2 separate regions of the Ovis aries genome follow, and region 2 is linked to region 1. Evidence: chromatin contacts called from public Hi-C data. All regions are on one chromosome and are shown on one strand. The core of a region is the stretch at or near the end of the contact, and the rest is flanking DNA. Distances in the headings are between cores, read along the strand shown.

What was found. Hi-C and Micro-C count contacts between places; a contact is called where the count stands out from the background.
Region 2: a contact with region 1 is called in a Hi-C map of hypothalamus, with 4 times the contacts expected there. The contact joins the enhancer-like site here to the promoter of HAPLN3 in region 1. A contact is called at or near these places in 8 of 16 Hi-C or Micro-C datasets (hypothalamus, liver, mesenteric adipose tissue and 4 more).

The regions. Positions count from the first base shown.
Region 1 is chr18:19,795,192-19,797,891 of ARS-UI_Ramb_v3.0, reverse strand. It overlaps HAPLN3 (hyaluronan and proteoglycan link protein 3), which reads left to right and starts at 1,442. Exons shown (of 4, transcript XM_060401388.1): 1 at 1,442-2,700.
Region 2 is chr18:19,997,898-20,000,610 of ARS-UI_Ramb_v3.0, reverse strand. All of the region lies in intron 6 of ABHD2 (abhydrolase domain containing 2, acylglycerol lipase), which reads right to left. Among named protein-coding and RNA genes, the nearest start is that of RLBP1, 41 kb to the left of the region's middle. Within about 2 kb of position 1,305, at least 20 of the 54 cell types and tissues checked have an H3K27ac peak or open chromatin away from gene starts, as enhancers often do. A contact at or near this core is called in hypothalamus, liver and tail adipose tissue, where this site is marked.

The DNA.
Region 1 (2,700 bases), core at 193-2,692:
GCATTGCAGGCAGATTCTTTACCATCTAAACTACCAGGGAAGCCTCCAAGTTGGAGACTCTGGGTTCAAATCCTGGCTCTGAGTGATCTTGGGCAATTTACTTAAATCCCTCTGAGCCTCATTTCCCACCTGTAAAGCGGACATAAGAGGACCAACTCCCTGGCCTTGGGTTGGATGGAGAGAATGTACAGAAGCACTGATGCAAAGCCGGGCTCATCAGGGGCCTCGGAAACCTGGGTCATTGTCACCAGAGCTTGCAAGGGTTTCCTGATTGTAACTTACATCCTACTCATTCCGCAGTCCCCTCCGTTCTGCACCCAGGCTTCTGACAGCTCTCCCTTGGGGAGGAAACTGCACTGGTGCCCTTTTGCCCATCAGGCTGACATTCACTTTGGGTGCAATTTAGTCCACCATGGAGAAGGGAATGGCTACCCACTCCAGTATTCTTTCCTGGAGAATCGCATGGACAGAGGAGCCTGGCGGGCTACAGTCCATGGGGTCACAGGAGCACACGACTGAGCACACACGCTCTACTACAGCAGCTCTTTGTGCTCTGAGATGCTCCTGGCAAATCACACACACACATACTGTCAAGGTGCATTTAGGAAGAGGTTCCGGGTTCAGTGACCGCTTGGTCAAGGCGGAAAGATCTCCTTAGGCTTGGCTGCTGAGGAACCACTGGGGCTTCCAGACCAGGCCTCCTGTTGGCATGGAGGGAAAATTAAACACCCAGCCCAAACAGGCATCCTTGGAGCTGGCTGCCTGATAGCTGTCCTGACAGGTCAGGATTCTAAAGCCGAGTCACCCCTGTTAGAGGATCAGGCAGAAGCCTGATCGCCCCTGCAGGCTGCTGGGAGCACCATCTGCCCATCCTGTGTTCCCCCTTCCCGCTCCCAGGACTACTCACTCAAGCCCCACCTACTAGGGGCAGCCTCCCCGTGCCTGATGCTGAGTTAGCCGAAAGGCAGATTTCCTGACAGTCAAACTAGGGCAGGAGGGATGTCAGCGCCCCTTTGCCTTCTCTGGGCGAAAAGCAAGTGAGAACGGCCACCCCTCCCCCACCTGAAGGTGGGAGTCGGCCATAGCCCAATCGCAGTGTGGAGGTGGGGTGGGGGGAGGCTACCCCCTGCTTAGTCCCGTTGCTTTTGGTAAACCGGCACGTTCTGAGACCCTCTGCGAACGCTCCTTTTCCACGCCCCTGAATATGACAGCCTCAGCTCCTGGGCACTCCCTTCACCGCGCGGCCTGCCAGATGCTCCGCAGGTTGGGGTGGTCTCCAGCCGGTTTGGGGTGGTCTCCAGGCAAGTCTGGAGGCCGCCCAAATCTGTCGCACCACCTCCGTTTGGGCCCAGCCCAAGGGAGGGAAAGGGGCGTGTGTTCCTTTAAGGGGCTGGCCCGGCGGGAGCGCGGGGGTTCGTCCGCAGCCGCTTCCCTTCTGGCCATTCAAGATCCCTGAGTCCGTCTGCTTCCTCCGACCGGATCAGCCCCGCAGCCCAGAGCGTTCGAGCCGTCGAGGAGCCGCCTGGGGACGGTACGTAGCTCAGGGGTGGCCGGGCTCCTGGGGCGCCCTGTGGACCAATTCCTCTCTTCTTGCTTTCTCAGCCCCACGCTTCCCGGGCAGGGTTGGGGAAGCCGGCAGGAGGAGTGAGCCGGGCCCCGTGGGGCCGGGGCCGAGTTGTGATCGCCGCCGCCGGTTGGGGGCGCCCCGGGCGCCCGCGGGTTCAGAGCAGCGCGCGGCGTGGGCTGACTTGCGTGGGACCCTTGTGCCTGGACCCTGGCCGGTGAGGCCAATTCAGAGGGAAACCAGTGGCCTCTGAGACCACTTCCCGGGTCTCCTCTCTCCCACCGGGTCTCTTCGCAACTCATCCCGCAGCCTCCGGCACAGCGCCCCAGGCACCGGGCTCTGCCCCGGGGCATCTGTTGGATGCTCATCTGTTGGGGGCGGGAGCGGGGACTGGCGTCGGGAACACTGCGAGGGGCTGGGGACACCTCCTGAGGCAGCGGGCGGGTGGTCTTCTGCCTGCCTGCTCTGGCCCTCAGGGCAAGCGCAGTGGATGCTCGTGGGTTTCAGGCCTGGGTTCAGTGGGGTTTCTAATTTAGGGAACAGTCGGAGCGCGCGGAGAGTGAAGTCCTGGGTGGGAGATGGTATCCTTTAGGGAGGAATTTAGGGCTCCTGAGCAGCCAGGAAAAAAAAAAAAAAAAACAACCCCCAAAACAGCGCCGGACACTTGGACCCAGTTCTGTCACCAACTCGCTGGGTGGCCTTCAGCAGCCTGTGACCCGATCTGGACCTTGACTCCCAGCGCTGACCTCCGGAGGGCCTTTTGCCCTCTGCCGCAGGAGGAGGTGACCGAGAGGCGGCCTGGCCCCTCTCCCACAGCCCTGCATGAGCCAGCGGGCTGGGAATGCCGGTAGGAAACACCTCCGGACTTCTACTTTCCGGGAACCGCAGGTTTCAAAGGGCTTGGGGCACCGAAGTCAAATTCCTCTCCGGGCGCGGGCTGATGGAGACCTGGAGGGCAAGGCTGCCCTCTGCTGGTGTCAGGGAGACGTGTGGTGTCCGGTGGTGCAGTTGGGTACTCGGCTGTAGCTCATCTTCCTAACAAGTCTGGGTTCAGCTTATTCTGATGTGCGGAGGGGTCCTAAGGCAAGTGGTGGCTGGGAAAAGCAAAGGATGGGTCGTCAGGAATCAGGGAATCC
Region 2 (2,713 bases), core at 56-2,555, 200 kb before region 1:
GGGTCTGAATTCTGGCCTCAGCTGAAGAGGTCTGGGGGATGGGCAGGCTCCTGGGCATGCATCTCATGAAGATAGAGAATGGCAGCCTGGGAAGCGGATGGCTCCAAGAAGTGCTTTACCCATCCATATATCTACCTATCTCAACCAATAAAGTTCTTTCAAGATGCCCCAATTTCTAATCAGGGGTTTCCCAGGTGGTTCAGTGGTAATGAATCTGCCTGGCAATGCAGGAGATATAAGAGATGTGGGTTCGATCCAGGGGTCAGGAATATCCCCTGGAGAAGGAAATGGCAACCTACTCCAGTATTCTTGCCTGGAAAATCCCATGGATAGAGGAACCTGGCAGGCTACAGTCCATGGAGTTGCAAAGAGTCGTACATGACTGAACAACAGGGCACGCAGCATGTCTTCTTAACAGCGTTAAATGATTAATTAAACCAGAGAGTCAGGTTGAGTCTGAACACACACATTTCCAGGGCTAGTTGCCAGCTGTTTGTGCTGAGGGAAGGAGTTAAGTCTGCTGGATACAATGTAGTTTGGGGACATCTGTCATCCTCCTTTGCTGGTTCAGCACCTCATCAAGCGTGAGCTAGTTTAGCAGCAGCTAGACTCTGCTAACTACAGCAAGCGGGGGCTGGCTTCTGAGCCTAGAACAGGCTCTAGCTAGTGGGGAGGTGCGTTACGGGATGAGAAGCCAGAGGGAGAGGACGGATCACTGACGAGCGGTTCTGGAGACTCAACTAGGGGAGGGATTTACCAGAAGCATGAACTCCTGTGTGGCCCCTGCAGCAGCAGATGGGCCCTCCCCGCTTCACCTCCGTGTAAAGGAAGCATGGCTGCCATCATTCCAGCGTGGAAAAGGCTCACTGCCCGCAAGCCTCGGCAGGAAAAAAAAGGTTACGCTGGTTGAAAGTAAGGCACTGTCTCCTGGCGAGTAGATCTCATTAAAACGTTGAGGGGACCTGAGCCTGAGCGGCCCCAGCACACACAGGACGGCCGTGTCTCTTTGATCTGCCTCCAGTTTTCCTGTGCGTAGGGTGTAGGATCTTAGCCTGGATCTCTTTGCTCCAGAGGATAAAGTTGCCTGTTTCTCTCCTCTTTGCAGATGACTGATGTGAAAATGATTATGAATATGAAGATCTCTAAGGCCTCAAGGAGAAGTGGTGTGGACCACGTCTGCAAGGTGCATAGAGCACCTCACAGATGTTGGTTAGCTTCCTAGCTTAAACCCACACCTGGGATCCTCAATTGTGCGAGTCGTGTGCGTGGCCAACAGCAGATGGCGCTGTTGCAGTAAAATGAAACAAGGCTGTTAATTGACGATTCTGTGCGTTAAAAAACGGGGAAAACAAGCCTGTCCTACTTTCTCCTTCCTGTCAAACGCAGTGCTCTCTGAACACGAAGTCAGTGTTCTAGTCACTTGACAACGCTTGGTTTAGGAAGGGACTCTGATTTTTACAGACACTAGAAGCCTGGCCAAAAACTGGACCGCTAGTCAGACGAGAGTTGGTCTCCCCGGGATCCTGGGGCGGGGCCCTCTGCTCATTGCTCTAAGATCCCAGTTACTGGCAAGGATGGGGCTTTGGGTAACTCTGGTTACATCATGGCTGAGAATCGGGAGTTGGGTATTTCTAGCCAAGTCAACACAAAGGAACATGTCCCGGTTCAAACCAGAGTGTAGAGGGGAATTTAAAGGGAGGATTCCCAATGGGAGGATGAGGAGACTAACCTAGCCTGCAATAGAGCTGGAGAGACCACTAAGGTCCCTGGGCTTACGACTGCTAAACGTGTCTAACACCTCAGGAGTCACTCGTGAAATGTGTCCAAAAGCAGATTCCTGGCCCCATGCCCCAGACTCATGAATCAGGATCTCCAGGGCTGGGGCCTGAGAAAATGAATTTATTTTTATCATGATCCTCCAAGTGATTAGTTCTCTAGACTGGTCTTTGTGATCCACTGATGTAGCCCACTTCTCATTTCACAATGCATAATGGCGATAATTGGTAGTTACTGACAACTTTCTACGTGCCTGGCACTGTTCCAAATAGTTCATTCTCATGAACTCATTTGACCCTCACCAAGGCACCACAGGGTAGGTTCCAACTATTATCACCCCCATACTGCAGGTGAGGATAACTGGGACCCAGGCCTCACCCCTGGAACTCAGGAAACGTTCCAGCAGGGCAGTATTTCCTGCCTATTTTGGGGTACATTTAAATTCTCCATTTTGGCCAAGCTTTAAGGCTTGGGCAGAGTCTGAATTCTGAGCCAGCATTTGCCCTTTGGATTTGTTGATTTCAAATTCCAGTAATAGATATTTTTAGAAATAGCCCCTTATCCATTAGAAAATGACAAAATAGGTTTAAACGATATCGAGAGATACAGATGAGGCAGTAAGTAAGGATTGTCTACAAGGACTGTGGTATTAGATTGAATCAATCAGGGCAGGGAGTTTGTTTTTTATTTTTTTGTGTCTGATTTTAGATTTTTTCATGAACCATTTATAATATAAAAGACATTATCATGAAGAGTGAATATAGGAAAAAATATGAATGCATTTAAAGAGTGTGGAGAGATGTGTGTGTATATGAGTGTGTATGTGTGTGAGTGCATGTGTGTATGTGTATGGGTGCGTATATATGAATGTGCATGTTTGTGAGTGTGTATGTGTATGGGTGTGTGTACATGAATGTGTATGTATGTGTATGTGTGT